4 separate regions of the Mus musculus genome follow, and all the other regions are linked to region 3. Evidence: chromatin contacts called from public promoter capture Hi-C data. All regions are on one chromosome and are shown on one strand. Each heading gives the region's core, a stretch centred on a gene start, on an enhancer-like site or on the middle of the called end of the contact. The rest is flanking DNA. Distances are from core to core; before and after follow the strand shown. Region 1 holds the start of Hmox1 (heme oxygenase 1). Region 2 has its middle 63 kb from the start of Iqcm. Region 3 holds the start of Nr3c2 (nuclear receptor subfamily 3, group C, member 2). Region 4 holds the start of Tom1 (target of myb1 trafficking protein).

Region 1 (2,700 bases), core at 200-2,699, 1.8 Mb before region 3:
GTTGGTTTTTCTGGAGAATCTCAGGATTAACAAAACAAAGAAACAAAAGAATGAAATCTTTGTTGACATCAAAAGTCATTTTGAGGCTGGAGAGATGGCCTGTGGTTGACAGTACTTTCTGCTCTTACAGAGGACTTGAATTCAGTTGTGAGCATGGGCAGCTCACTACCACCTTAATTCCCAGTTCTAGGGGATCCAATGCCCTTTTCTGGCCTTCTCAGGCACCTATATGCACCCAGCATGAATGCATGCATACATATACATGGGCCTATACACACACATAAAATAAATAATATTCTTTTCATTGTTGTCTTCTCCAGACAGGGTTTCTCTGTGTAACCTCTGCTGTCCTGGAACTCACTCTGTAGACCACACTGGTTCCAAACTCACAGAGATCTGCCAGCCTCTGCCTCCTAGGTGCTAGAATTAAAGGAATGTGCCATCACTACCCAGAAAATAGTAAATACTTTTTAAAGAAATATTTTAAGAAGTAAATACTTTTAACAACAACAAAAGAGGACATACAAAACTATGGAGGCTTTGAAGAACCACCCAGTATGTCTGTGTCATGTCTGTTCTGTACTGAAGAGTCCAGCTCATCAGGAATTCAGAAGGTGAATTCCAAGCCTTACCCTGCTAAGCAGCAGTGGGTATCTGTGGTGATAGATGTGTCAGAGCTATGTGTCCTGACTTCACAGTCTTCTGTACCTGGGCATCAGGAAGTCATGGTGTGGACCAGGTTCTAGGAGAGCGCCGAGAAGGCAGCCAAACACTCGGGTGCTGCACTCCATGAGACCCTGGGCAGAACACTTCAACCTCCAGCTCAGATTCCCCACCTGTAAAACTGGAGCCATCTATGTCCCCACCATGATATATAGGGATAAACCATGGAAAAGTTAATCAAGGCAAGTGTCAGCAAACCAAGCAGAACTGTGAACATAAAGGATTGAAAAAACCAGCTATCCTAAGAGTTCCGGGAAGGTAGACTCAGGTAGTGTGGGTCAATCCCTGGGTTTGCCCACCAGCATCTCACATTTAGGATCGTCTTATAGTTCTGAAACCTTCAAGATTCCTGAAGGGCTACTCCCGTCTTCCTGTCACTGAGTAGAGTAGAGGGTTCTGGAAAGGACCCAAATTCTGCCAAGAGGCAACTCATTCAGATCTCTTCTCTTCTCTTCTCTTCTCTTCTCTTCTCTTCTCTTCTCTTCTCTTCTCTTCTCTTCTCTTCTCTTCTCTTCTCTTCTCTTCTCTTCTCTTCTCTTCTCTTCTCTTTTTTTTCTCTCTCTCTCCCTTTTTTTTGTAACAGACTTGCCAGAGTCATATGATTTATCCCCTTACAGGCAGGGCCCGCCTCCGGGCTGGATGTTGCAACAGCAGCGAGAACGCCGGCTCAGCTGGGCGGCCACCACGTGACCCGCGTACTTAAAGGGCTGGCGCGGGCAGCTGCTCGCTCACGGTCTCCAGTCGCCTCCAGAGTTTCCGCATACAACCAGTGAGTGGAGCCTGCCCGCGCAGAGCCGTCTCGAGCATAGCCCGGAGCCTGAATCGAGCAGAACCAGCCTGAACTAGCCCAGTCCGGTGATGGAGCGTCCACAGCCCGACAGGCAAGCGACTGTGTGGGGAAGGGAGCTGTGACCGGTGTCCCTTATCCTGCCTGGGAATGCAGGCTGCGGGGCCAGGGGACGAGTTACCGCCCAGTCTACCTGTAGCTATGGGAAGCTGGAGGGAGAAAATGTGATTCACTCCTCTGACACGCTGGAGGTGACGATTGGGAGTGTCTTGTAGTATCCAGGTTTGAGGGATGGTGAACGCACTGCTAAGTCCTGGAACCCGTACTCACTATTCTTGGGGTTGGGGGTTGGGGAGCTTGTCTTTTGCTGGCGCGGAGTGGTCACTTATCAATTTCCAACCTCAGACGATTTGTAAGATGCAGGGAGGCCAGTAGCAGAACTAGAGGGTGCTGAGGTTGGGGTGTTTTTTGTTTGGGGGTGTGTGGGGAGAGGAGGGGTTTTTGTGTGTTTTGTTTTGGAGACAGGGTCTATGTAGTCCTGGAACTCTGGAACTCCCTAGTAGATCAAGTTGGCCTTGAACTCCAGTTCGCTTCACTTTGCTTCCTGAGATTGAACGTGCTCCACCACCATGCTTGGCTTCTCCTCCTCCTCCTCCTCCTCCTCCTCCTCCTCCTCCTCCTCCTCCTCCTCCTTCTCCTCCTCCTCCTCCTTCTCCTCTTTGACTTTTGAGACAGAGTTCCTCTTTGTAGCCCTGGATGTCTTGGAATTCACTCTGTAGATCCGGCTGGCCTAGAACTCAGAGATCTGTCTGCTTCTGCCTCCCTAGTGCTGACATTAGAGGCATGTGCCATTCCACCCAGCTCTTTTTTTTTTTTTTTTTAATAAACCCAATCATACTTTTTTTAAAAAAAAGTTTTTTTTTAAAATATTTATGTATTTATTTATTTATTTATTTAATGTATATGAGTACACTATAGCTGTCATCAGACACAGCAGATGAAGGTGTCAGAACCCACCATGTGGTTGCTGGGAATTGAACACAGGACCTTTAGAAGAGCAGTCAGTGCTCTTGACCGCTGAGCCACCTCTCCAGCCCACCAACCTTATTTTTATATTTTTATTTAAAGTGTCTCATTACATTTTATTTATTGTGCATGTAGAGTGACACATTAAACATGTGAAGGTCAGA
Region 2 (2,776 bases), core at 100-2,599, 1.5 Mb before region 3:
CACCCTGGGGTGTTGGCCACTGGTAAACGCTGACACCTGGAGTCTAGCAGCAGATCCCATTGAGGACCAGCATATATAGGTTCCCTACAGACCCATGATTAAGGGCCTGGGGAGACCACTAGCTCCTAAAAGCACAGTCAGGGATCCCTCTCAGTGGGATCTAAGGTAGCATCGAGACCAAAGCCTTCCTTGCATGGAGGGCAGACTCATGCTGACAGAGCATTCTGGGGTCCTCTGTTTCCTTTCATTGGAGGAGGCCACAGGTCTCTGGGTCACTGTCCCAAACAGCATAGTAAGCCCATGGTGCCAGCTTCCCCAGGGGATGCAGGACACATATTATGGGGCAACAGGAAACAGCTCGGGCTCTGGCTGGTCTGGTGTTGACAGTGAGCCAAACAGAAGTCCTTCCCCGTATGGTGTGGCTTGTGTCCATGTTGCAGAAGTAAAGTTTGCAGAGATGTTCGATACCTTTGTTTGTTTTGTGGCAGGCAGTTTGTGACCTCTGAACCTAGTTTTACAACCTACCACTTGGCTATGGTCCAGTTTAAGGAGCCTGAGGCAGGAAACCTAAGGACTACCCACATGACTCTATCTCGGGGCCTGGATCTTGGGTAGATCCCATCTGGGAGTGGGCCATCAGGTCTCTTGTGGCTAAAACAGTGTCTCCCAATTCTGCAGGAAGCCTTGAACCAGGGGGCTGACTGTGTACAAGTCACTTGGGTACAGTTCATGGCTAGCATGCCAGGCAGGCTCTCTCCAGCCAGGGAGCACTGCAGTGCAGAGGCAGGTGACTGTGGCTGCCTAAAGCCAGCTAGTCTCCTGCACACCCAACTCAAGCTCCTGGCTCCACAAATGCTCCCTTCTGTGTTGTAAACTTTGTCTTCCCTCCCACGGGATGGCTGTGTTTGGAAAAGTGTCCTTTGCTATTCCCGTGATGGAAGCACGGGACTTCTCATTTCATGTTCAATACAACTGTGTTTCTCACAACAGCAGCTGAGCTGTGATTAGCTCAGGGGCTGGTTTCTGCTAGTGCTGTGCTGGTTTTGTTGAACTAAAACCCCTCTTTGGAGGAAGAATCAATAAATAACATAAAATATTAAAAAATGAAATGGCTGAGGATAAAAAATACTGTGTGGGTTTAACAGATTAGAATCTGTGGAAAGCCCTTCTGGTCAGCGCCAGCTCCAGGTCACCTTGGGTGCAAACTCAGCGGACAGTCCTGCAGTCGCAAGATGACTGTCCACACCATCTTAGGATCACTGGTGAGTGGAACACAACATCGGTTCAATCCAATCGCGCCAGGACTGAGCCAGCAGCAGGAAAACAAAAAAACCTGTCTGACCAGGGGCACAAGTCCCTTCCAGTCAGCGCCAGCTCTGGGTCACCTTGGGCAAGAACTCCAGGGAAAGTCCCACAGTCCCCAGAGGACTTTCCATGCGATCTTAGGATCACTGGTGAGTGGAACACAACATCTGTTGCAAACCAATTGTGACGGGCCTGTGACAGCAGGAGCAAGGACACGGGAGCCTTTTCTGAGGAGCAGCTTGGGCTCCTTCTGATCGGTACTGGTACACCTTGGTTTTGAACATACCAGACAGCCCCACCATCCTCAGAGGAGACACAACTTCCAGGCGCTGTAACACACCCAGGATCTTAGTATTCCAGGAACCCAGGATAATAGAGCTTGGTCACACCAGGATCTCAGGGTCTCAGAGGAAGCTTGACTGCCAAGAACTCTGACATACCCAGAATCTCATGTTCACAGGAGTCAGGAATCACAGGATCACAGAGAAAGCTGCACTCTGAGGAGTCCTGAATCAACTGGGATTATAGGAAGGAGAGCCTCCAATTAGATATATTGAGGGCAGCAAGCATTTGAGATAATCAGATGACAGGAGGCAAGCATAAGAACAGAAGCAATAGAAACCAAGGTTACTTGGCATCATCAGAACAAAACTCTGCCACCATAGAAAGTCCTGGATACACCATCACACCAGAAAAGAAAGATATTATCTAAAGTCATTTCTCATGATGATGTTGATGAGGGACTTTAAGAAGGAAATACAGGAAAACAGGTAAATAGCTAGAAGCCCTTAAAGAGGAAACACAAAATTCCCTTAAAGAGTTACAGGAAAACACAGCCAAACAGGTGAAAGAATTGAACAAAACCATTCAGGATCTAAAAATGGAAGTAGAAACAATAAAGAAATCACAAAAGGAGACAACTCTGGAGACAGAAATCCTAGGAAAGAAATCAGGAATCATAGATGTGAGCATCAACAACAGAATACAAGAGATGGAAGAGAGAATCTCAGGTGCAGAAGATTCCATAGGGAACATGGACACGACAGTCAAAGAAAATGCAAAAGGCAAAAAGCTCCTAACCCAAATCATCCAGGAAATCCAGGACACAATGAGAAGAACAAACCTAAGGATAATAGGTATAGATGAGAATGAAGATTGTCAACTTAAAGGGCCAGTAAATATCTTCAACAAAATTATAGAAGAAAACTTCCCTAACCTAAAGAAAGAGACGCCCATGAACATACAAGAAGCCTACAGAACTCCAAATAGACTGGACTAGAAAAGAAATTCCTCCCGACACATAATAATCAGAACAACAAATGCACTAAATAAGGATAGAATATTAAAAGCAATAAGGGAAAAAGGTCAAGTAACATATAAAGGTAGACCTATCAGAATTACACCAGACTTCTCACCAGAGATTATGAAAGCCAGAAGATCCTGAACAGATGTTATACAGACCCTAAAAGAA
Region 3 (2,765 bases), core at 225-2,724:
TCTGGGGAGTGTCCTGCTGGAGTGACTGAGACTTCCAGTCTCCTTGGGCTTGGGATCCGGGATCCTGAGGTTTAACTAACTGTAAGGAAAGGAGGGGCCTTTGGGCACAAGATGCCCTCCTCCTTCTGGGGCTTCAGCTCCTGGCGAGTGAGGGTGAGCCTGAAGCTGCACAGCTGCCGCCGGCGGCCTGCGGGTCGCCAAGGGCCAGGGGACCAGATTTAGGTGTGTATATCACTGGTGCTGACTCCCAGCCAGCAGGGGAGTCCAAAGACGAGCCTCAAACCAGTCTAAAAGTCCTTAGAAATTAAAGTTAAGGAGTCCATCTTTCGGCTTAGCAAGTGCAGTGCTTGGGTGGATGGGAGGGAAATCAGGGTTGGGCGAAGGAAAGGGGTCGAAATTTCTTCGCGCAGACAAACGATCCTTAAAAAATAGTTTTAGTGTCTCCCCTCATCCAGTATACCTGCCCCAATTATGTGCACCCCTTTCACACATTATAAAGTGAATATCCTCGAGATAGTAAGCTTTCTTGCATATTGAACTAGTGGAAAAATCCAGGACTAAAGTAGTATAAGTACAGTAACAAAATTATCAGGCGCCTCAGCTCTTGACCCTGGCACTTTTTTTTTTTTTTTTGGCAGGGGGTGGGGTGGAAGGAAGGCTGTGTTTAAAGGGGTTTGGCTGCACTGAAAGCACCCGCTTTTCCTGCGTGGTTAACACAAGGAAACTGAAATCGAGTGGGAACGAGATCCTCTGTCTCTCCGACAGCGGAGATTAAGGCTGCTCGGCGGGAAGGTAACTCTGAGAACGGGAGGGGGCGGGAGCAGAGCTTCAGGGGTCCCGGGGACACCCACCCGAGCAGTCCTAGGCCTGAGGACGCTGTGGGAGGCGCCGGGTGTGCACCGCTGTGGCTCACCTGGCGCTGCAGGTGGAGAGAGCAAGGGCTCACCATCTAGGCTGCTCTAGCGTCACCATGCTTTCCCCTTCTCTCCAGATTGCTGTGGTCGCCAGGGAGGGTGGGGGGGGGGCGACAGTTGTGTAGGTGAGAAGTTTGGGGCGAAGGAGCAGAGTGGGCTAAAGGGTAGCGTGTGCAGGGGTTGCCCGGTCGGGGCCACCTCCGGGAACCAGGAGAACTCGCCGCCTCTGCGGCTTTAAGGAAGCTGCGGAGTCCAGGCTGTGTCGCAGCAACTTTGTATCAGTCATGTCGCCCGCCTGGTGACTGACAGCCCCTGTTGCCCAATGAGAAGCGCGCCTGGCCCGCACAGCGTGGAGCCTTGTTTCCCCCTTGGCCAATGGAAATGGCTCCAGCGGGCGGGACAGCGACCTGAACTTTCTGGACATGTGACCCGGTTTAAAAGGGCCGGCTTTCCACTCCCCCCTCGGGGCTTTCGCCCGCCCCCTCCTCTTGGCCCGCCCCGGCCCTGCCCCTGACCCCTCCCCTCAGCTCCTGCGCACCCGGGGTGTCATTGGGCCCGGGAGAAGAGAGCCAACTTCAGGCTGCTCAGAGGAAGCTTGTGCAAGTCACCTGGGCGCCAAGCGCTGCTGTCTTGGGCTCTCCCGCTGCAGGGAGAGCGGCACTTGCTGGCCTGGATGTGGTTGGATGTAGGGGGGCTCCGCAGCAGGGGTGTCGTGGAGGTGGCAAGCACTGCAACAGGTAGACGGCGAGAGGACGACCCTGGCCAAGGCAGGTGTGTAGGGGTGCGCAGTGGGGCGTCTCTGGTCCAGCCCGGTGTGCGACTGTGGCAAGGGTGGCTTGCACTTTGCAGGGAGAAGCCGCTGCGTAATCCGGAGGCACAGTCAGTATGGTTCTGTGTGCTTGTTGTTTTGTTTTGGTTTTTCATCCCCCACACCCTCCCCACCCCCACCCCCCCCCACCCCCGGCTGGCTGAGGACTATTTTGGGAAAGTTTGGCCACTTTGGATAAATGCCCTCTAAAGAGCGGCTTTTAACCGCCTTTGGCAGTGGGCGGTCTACCACCCTCCCCTTTCCCCAAAAATGAATTTCAGATCGTTTGGCTCTTGCAAATTTTAAAGGACGTTTGAATAATGTTTCTTTCATCTATCAATTGCGGAAGCTCCCCAGTCTGAGTGGGAGGTGTAGCCGATAAGGGCAGTTGAAGGAGCTAGATCACCATAGATCTTGTATGAACGAGGTCTGGAAAATCTTGCGTTCCCAGTTCCTTTATATTTGGGGAAACTCTAGGGGATTCTTAGGACAGGGACAGACAAGGGATGAAGCTACTTTGGGTGGCATCCTTTTCCAGATGGGTTTTAGGTACATGACTTTTCCTGCTGAATTTTTAAAAGACGAGGTTTAAATCATAATGCTTCATCATACCATCTGCTTTATTTATTTATCATATCGTAGTTCGGAAAACTTTTGCTAGCAGAAGAGTTATTAAAGCCGCTGAGTTTTAAAGACACCAAGCTGCATCTTAACATCGCGGGTCTTCACTCTGTAGGTACTGTTATTGGTGATATTTACATAGTAGTGATAACAGCATTCTCCATCTATGTAGTCCTCCCTTGGAGCTTTAATTCCACGTTTGACATCATGGCATGCTACCTACCATTTGTGTCATGAAATACTTTCGGGAGTTTAGGAGAGACTAAAGCTAAAGCAAAGCTTTTTCTTTTATGGAAAGCTTTTTCCTTAAAGGAAGAGGGCAGGTGAGAGGAGAGAGAGAGAGAGAGAGAGAGAGAGAGAGAGAGAGAGAGAGAGAGAGAGAGAGAGAGCAAGCTGATGCGGCTCATTGGGTCAAGCCAGTG
Region 4 (2,700 bases), core at 154-2,653, 1.9 Mb before region 3:
TGAAATAAAGGTCAAGTTACCATGTTCCTATCTATCCTGGGCCATGCAGCCCTTGGGTCTCAGGTTGAACACACCTTATATGTAAAGGCTCTCAAATATCATTTGCATGTATTATAAAAGGAGAGAATATGATAGTTGTGGCATAGCAAATGAAACCATTTAAAATATTGCTATTGGCCTAAATCAAAAAGTATCCATCAATCTTTTGTCAGAGTTGCATGAAAATTCTATGCCAAAAAACAGACAGTTCATATCCCAGGAGCTTTCCAGAGTCTTGTCTATTTTAAATAAAAAAAAAATGTGATGTCACCTCCTTGTCTCTGAGTCAACAGCCACATGGCCTGAAGTGAATATGTGCTAATACTGTGAACATTGAAATATGGAAATTTGACCTTTCATGGTTAAGGAAAAAGTTAATGGAAAAACAAAATGTTAAAAGTCATAAGTAGCAAAAAAAAAATAATAATAATAATAAGGCTGCATGCTATGATGCACATACTTCTCCAATTCCAACACCCCAGGGATCTGAGTTTGAGGCCAGACAAGGGATATTGTCAAAAAAAAAGGGGGGGTGGGGGGGACTGCAGCACCGGGTTTCAGTGTGGCAAAGTCCTAGGTATGAGCCCTGCCAAAATGGAGGAGGAAGTGTGATGGCCCACAGTACTTGTTTAATCTCAGATTAAATGTGGTGAGAGAATCGATTCCTCCACGTTTTCTTCTGACCTCTCTGTATGCACCATGGAACACACACATATAGAGTTAAAAAAAAATTTAAAAGTTTAAAACATAATGCCTTACAAAGATACAGCAAGGAGGAAGCAACCATTACGGAATGCCTTATGAGTGATTTTCATGTCACCTCAATACTCTGAAAGCATTACATTATGGATATTTACAGCTGAGGGGAACAGATAAGGAAAAAGCACTTTTCCGGTTTGCCAGGTGAGAGCCAAGGCAGATGAGGTGGCTTATGAGGTGAAAGCATTTGCCACAGGACAGGCAGTTCATTCTCTGTCTCAAGAGAGCAAAAACCCAGGCCCTTGCCTCCTCTGGCTCTTGGAGCGGGGAGACATCAAATGGAAATTTCGAGTCCGACTTGGGCAAGGAGGCTGTCATCCTCAGGGCTTGGTCCCCAGGACTAAAGGCTAAGACACTAATACTAATACCTGTCTGAGTATGCGTAACCTGACCCAGGTCTTTCCCTGGCCAGAGACCCAGTTTCAGGATGTCAAGACTTCCAGGCTCCACAGTGGCGCGCACTGAAGCTTCAGGGGCGTGGCTTAGAAGCCGGCCCTCCCAGGCCCCGCCCTGGTGTGGCGTCAGCCACGGCCCAGGGGCAGCCTAGTAGGGGGCGGGGCCTCGTGGCTGCGCTCCAGAGCCCCCGCCTGCCGGCACCACCCCGCGGGCTGGCCAACGGGTCACGTGGCGGGTCGGCGGCGCCGGCGGTTGCTGTCACCTGATTCTGGGAGCTGGTGGCAGCGGTAGCCGCGGCAATGGACTTTCTCCTGGGAAATCCGTTCAGCTCTCCGGTGGGACAACGGATCGGTGAGTCCCCGGAGCCGCGCGCAGTCCCGCCCCTGTGTGCCGCTCTGGCCTTGGCCCTGGGACCTGTCGGAGTCCGCAGTCTGGCAGACAGGAGGGAGGCTAGGCGGTGAGGCTGGCGCGGCGCTCTGGGCTCCGCCCACCCTATGACCCACCTGATTGACAAGAACACGGGCCAATCGGAAGTCTTATATGGGGATTGATGCTTGATGTAGCCAATAGGCAGTGGAAGGAGGCGGTCCTGGGCGGATGTGGTTCAGCCAATGTGTGCGTGCTGGGGTCCGAGTAGAGGGAGAAAGTTTGGGTTAAAGGGACTGCTGTGATGAGAAGGCGTTGGGCCGCGCCACCACCGGGCGCGCGCAGACTAAGAGCCCCTCCCGGGCTGGCGGCGTCTTGATCATTCGCCGCGTCACCGACTCTTCACATTCCGAGACGCCGGGGTGTCTAGGTTCGGCCGCGCCTCTGTCCCCATGGTCGGGAGTCTCGGGTTTATGTGACGTCGCCCCCGTGATGGTCCTCGCCCATAGTTAAAGGGTCATGGCCCAGCCTTCCTGGACTTGTTTGATCATTAAATGCATTAATAAGATAGCACTGAGGATGTTTCCTGGCACATGGCTAACGCCTGTCATTGTCAACGTGTTACCACCTACTGGGGCTGGAGCCCATGGGAAGGTGCCGGCTCCCAGCACCTACTCTCGGGCAAAGGCCAGGCGGCGACGTTTCCCCAGGAATGGGTGGTCTGGGCGTGACATCCATACCCCCTTACCTGAAGGGTCCCGACGGCATTGTGAAATTGGGAAGGCCGAATCTGAAAGCTAAGGCTTCCCCTGAAACTGTTAACCCAGCTCTGTGTTGTAACCAACACTGCAGCTGTTAGTAGCTCTTTTGAGGTTCTCATCAGTTCTCTGCAAGGGAGCTCTGATGCCTGAAGCCCAGGTGCTTCACCATAAATCGTTGTTTGAGACCTGGAAAGAGAAGGCAGTCTTCTTCGCAGATTTCCTATGTAAAACAGGCAAATTAGTCTGGCCTTCAAAGCCAGCCTCAAAGTCCTGAGACTTTTTGGATAAAGTCTTTTGGGTTCAGTCTTTTAAACTGCCTGTCAGTTCAAAGCTCAGCATCTCTCCTGCCCTGAAAGTTGCCTGCCTTGGGCAAGAAATA

The links. Promoter capture Hi-C pulls out the DNA fragments that hold promoters and counts their contacts.
Region 1: a promoter capture Hi-C map of hippocampal neurons shows a contact between it and region 3, with 5 times the contacts expected there. The contact joins the promoter of Hmox1 here to the promoter of Nr3c2 in region 3. A contact is called at or near these places in 3 of 39 promoter capture datasets (hippocampal neurons and liver), 1 of 484 Hi-C or Micro-C datasets (hematopoietic stem and progenitor cells), 2 of 115 datasets of contacts at active chromatin or transcription factors (astrocytes and embryonic stem cells) and 1 of 9 other capture datasets (embryonic stem cells).
Region 2: a promoter capture Hi-C map of liver shows a contact between it and region 3, with 4 times the contacts expected there. The contact joins the enhancer-like site here to the promoter of Nr3c2 in region 3. A contact is called at or near these places in 4 of 39 promoter capture datasets (hippocampal neurons, liver and stem cell-derived epiblast-like cells) and 3 of 115 datasets of contacts at active chromatin or transcription factors (embryonic forebrain, embryonic hindbrain and forebrain).
Region 4: a promoter capture Hi-C map of liver shows a contact between it and region 3, with 6 times the contacts expected there. The contact joins the promoter of Tom1 here to the promoter of Nr3c2 in region 3. A contact is called at or near these places in 3 of 39 promoter capture datasets (hippocampal neurons and liver) and 3 of 115 datasets of contacts at active chromatin or transcription factors (astrocytes, fibro-adipogenic progenitors and pro-B cells).

Annotation. Positions count from the first base shown.
Region 1 is chr8:75,092,169-75,094,868 of GRCm38.p6, forward strand. It overlaps Hmox1 (heme oxygenase 1), which reads left to right and starts at 1,450. Exons shown (of 5, transcript NM_010442.2): 1 at 1,450-1,604. The coding sequence starts at 1,582.
Region 2 is chr8:75,384,567-75,387,342 of GRCm38.p6, forward strand. It overlaps the pseudogene Umpk-ps. Among named protein-coding and RNA genes, the nearest start is that of Iqcm, 63 kb to the right of the region's middle. Within about 2 kb of position 1,350, at least 4 of the 459 cell types and tissues checked have an H3K27ac peak or open chromatin away from gene starts, as enhancers often do. A contact at or near this core is called in liver, where this site is marked.
Region 3 is chr8:76,900,856-76,903,620 of GRCm38.p6, forward strand. Nr3c2 (nuclear receptor subfamily 3, group C, member 2) reads left to right here and starts at 1,475. Exons shown (of 9, transcript NM_001083906.2): 1 at 1,475-1,685.
Region 4 is chr8:75,032,283-75,034,982 of GRCm38.p6, forward strand. Tom1 (target of myb1 trafficking protein) reads left to right here and starts at 1,404. Exons shown (of 15, transcript NM_011622.3): 1 at 1,404-1,545. The coding sequence starts at 1,494.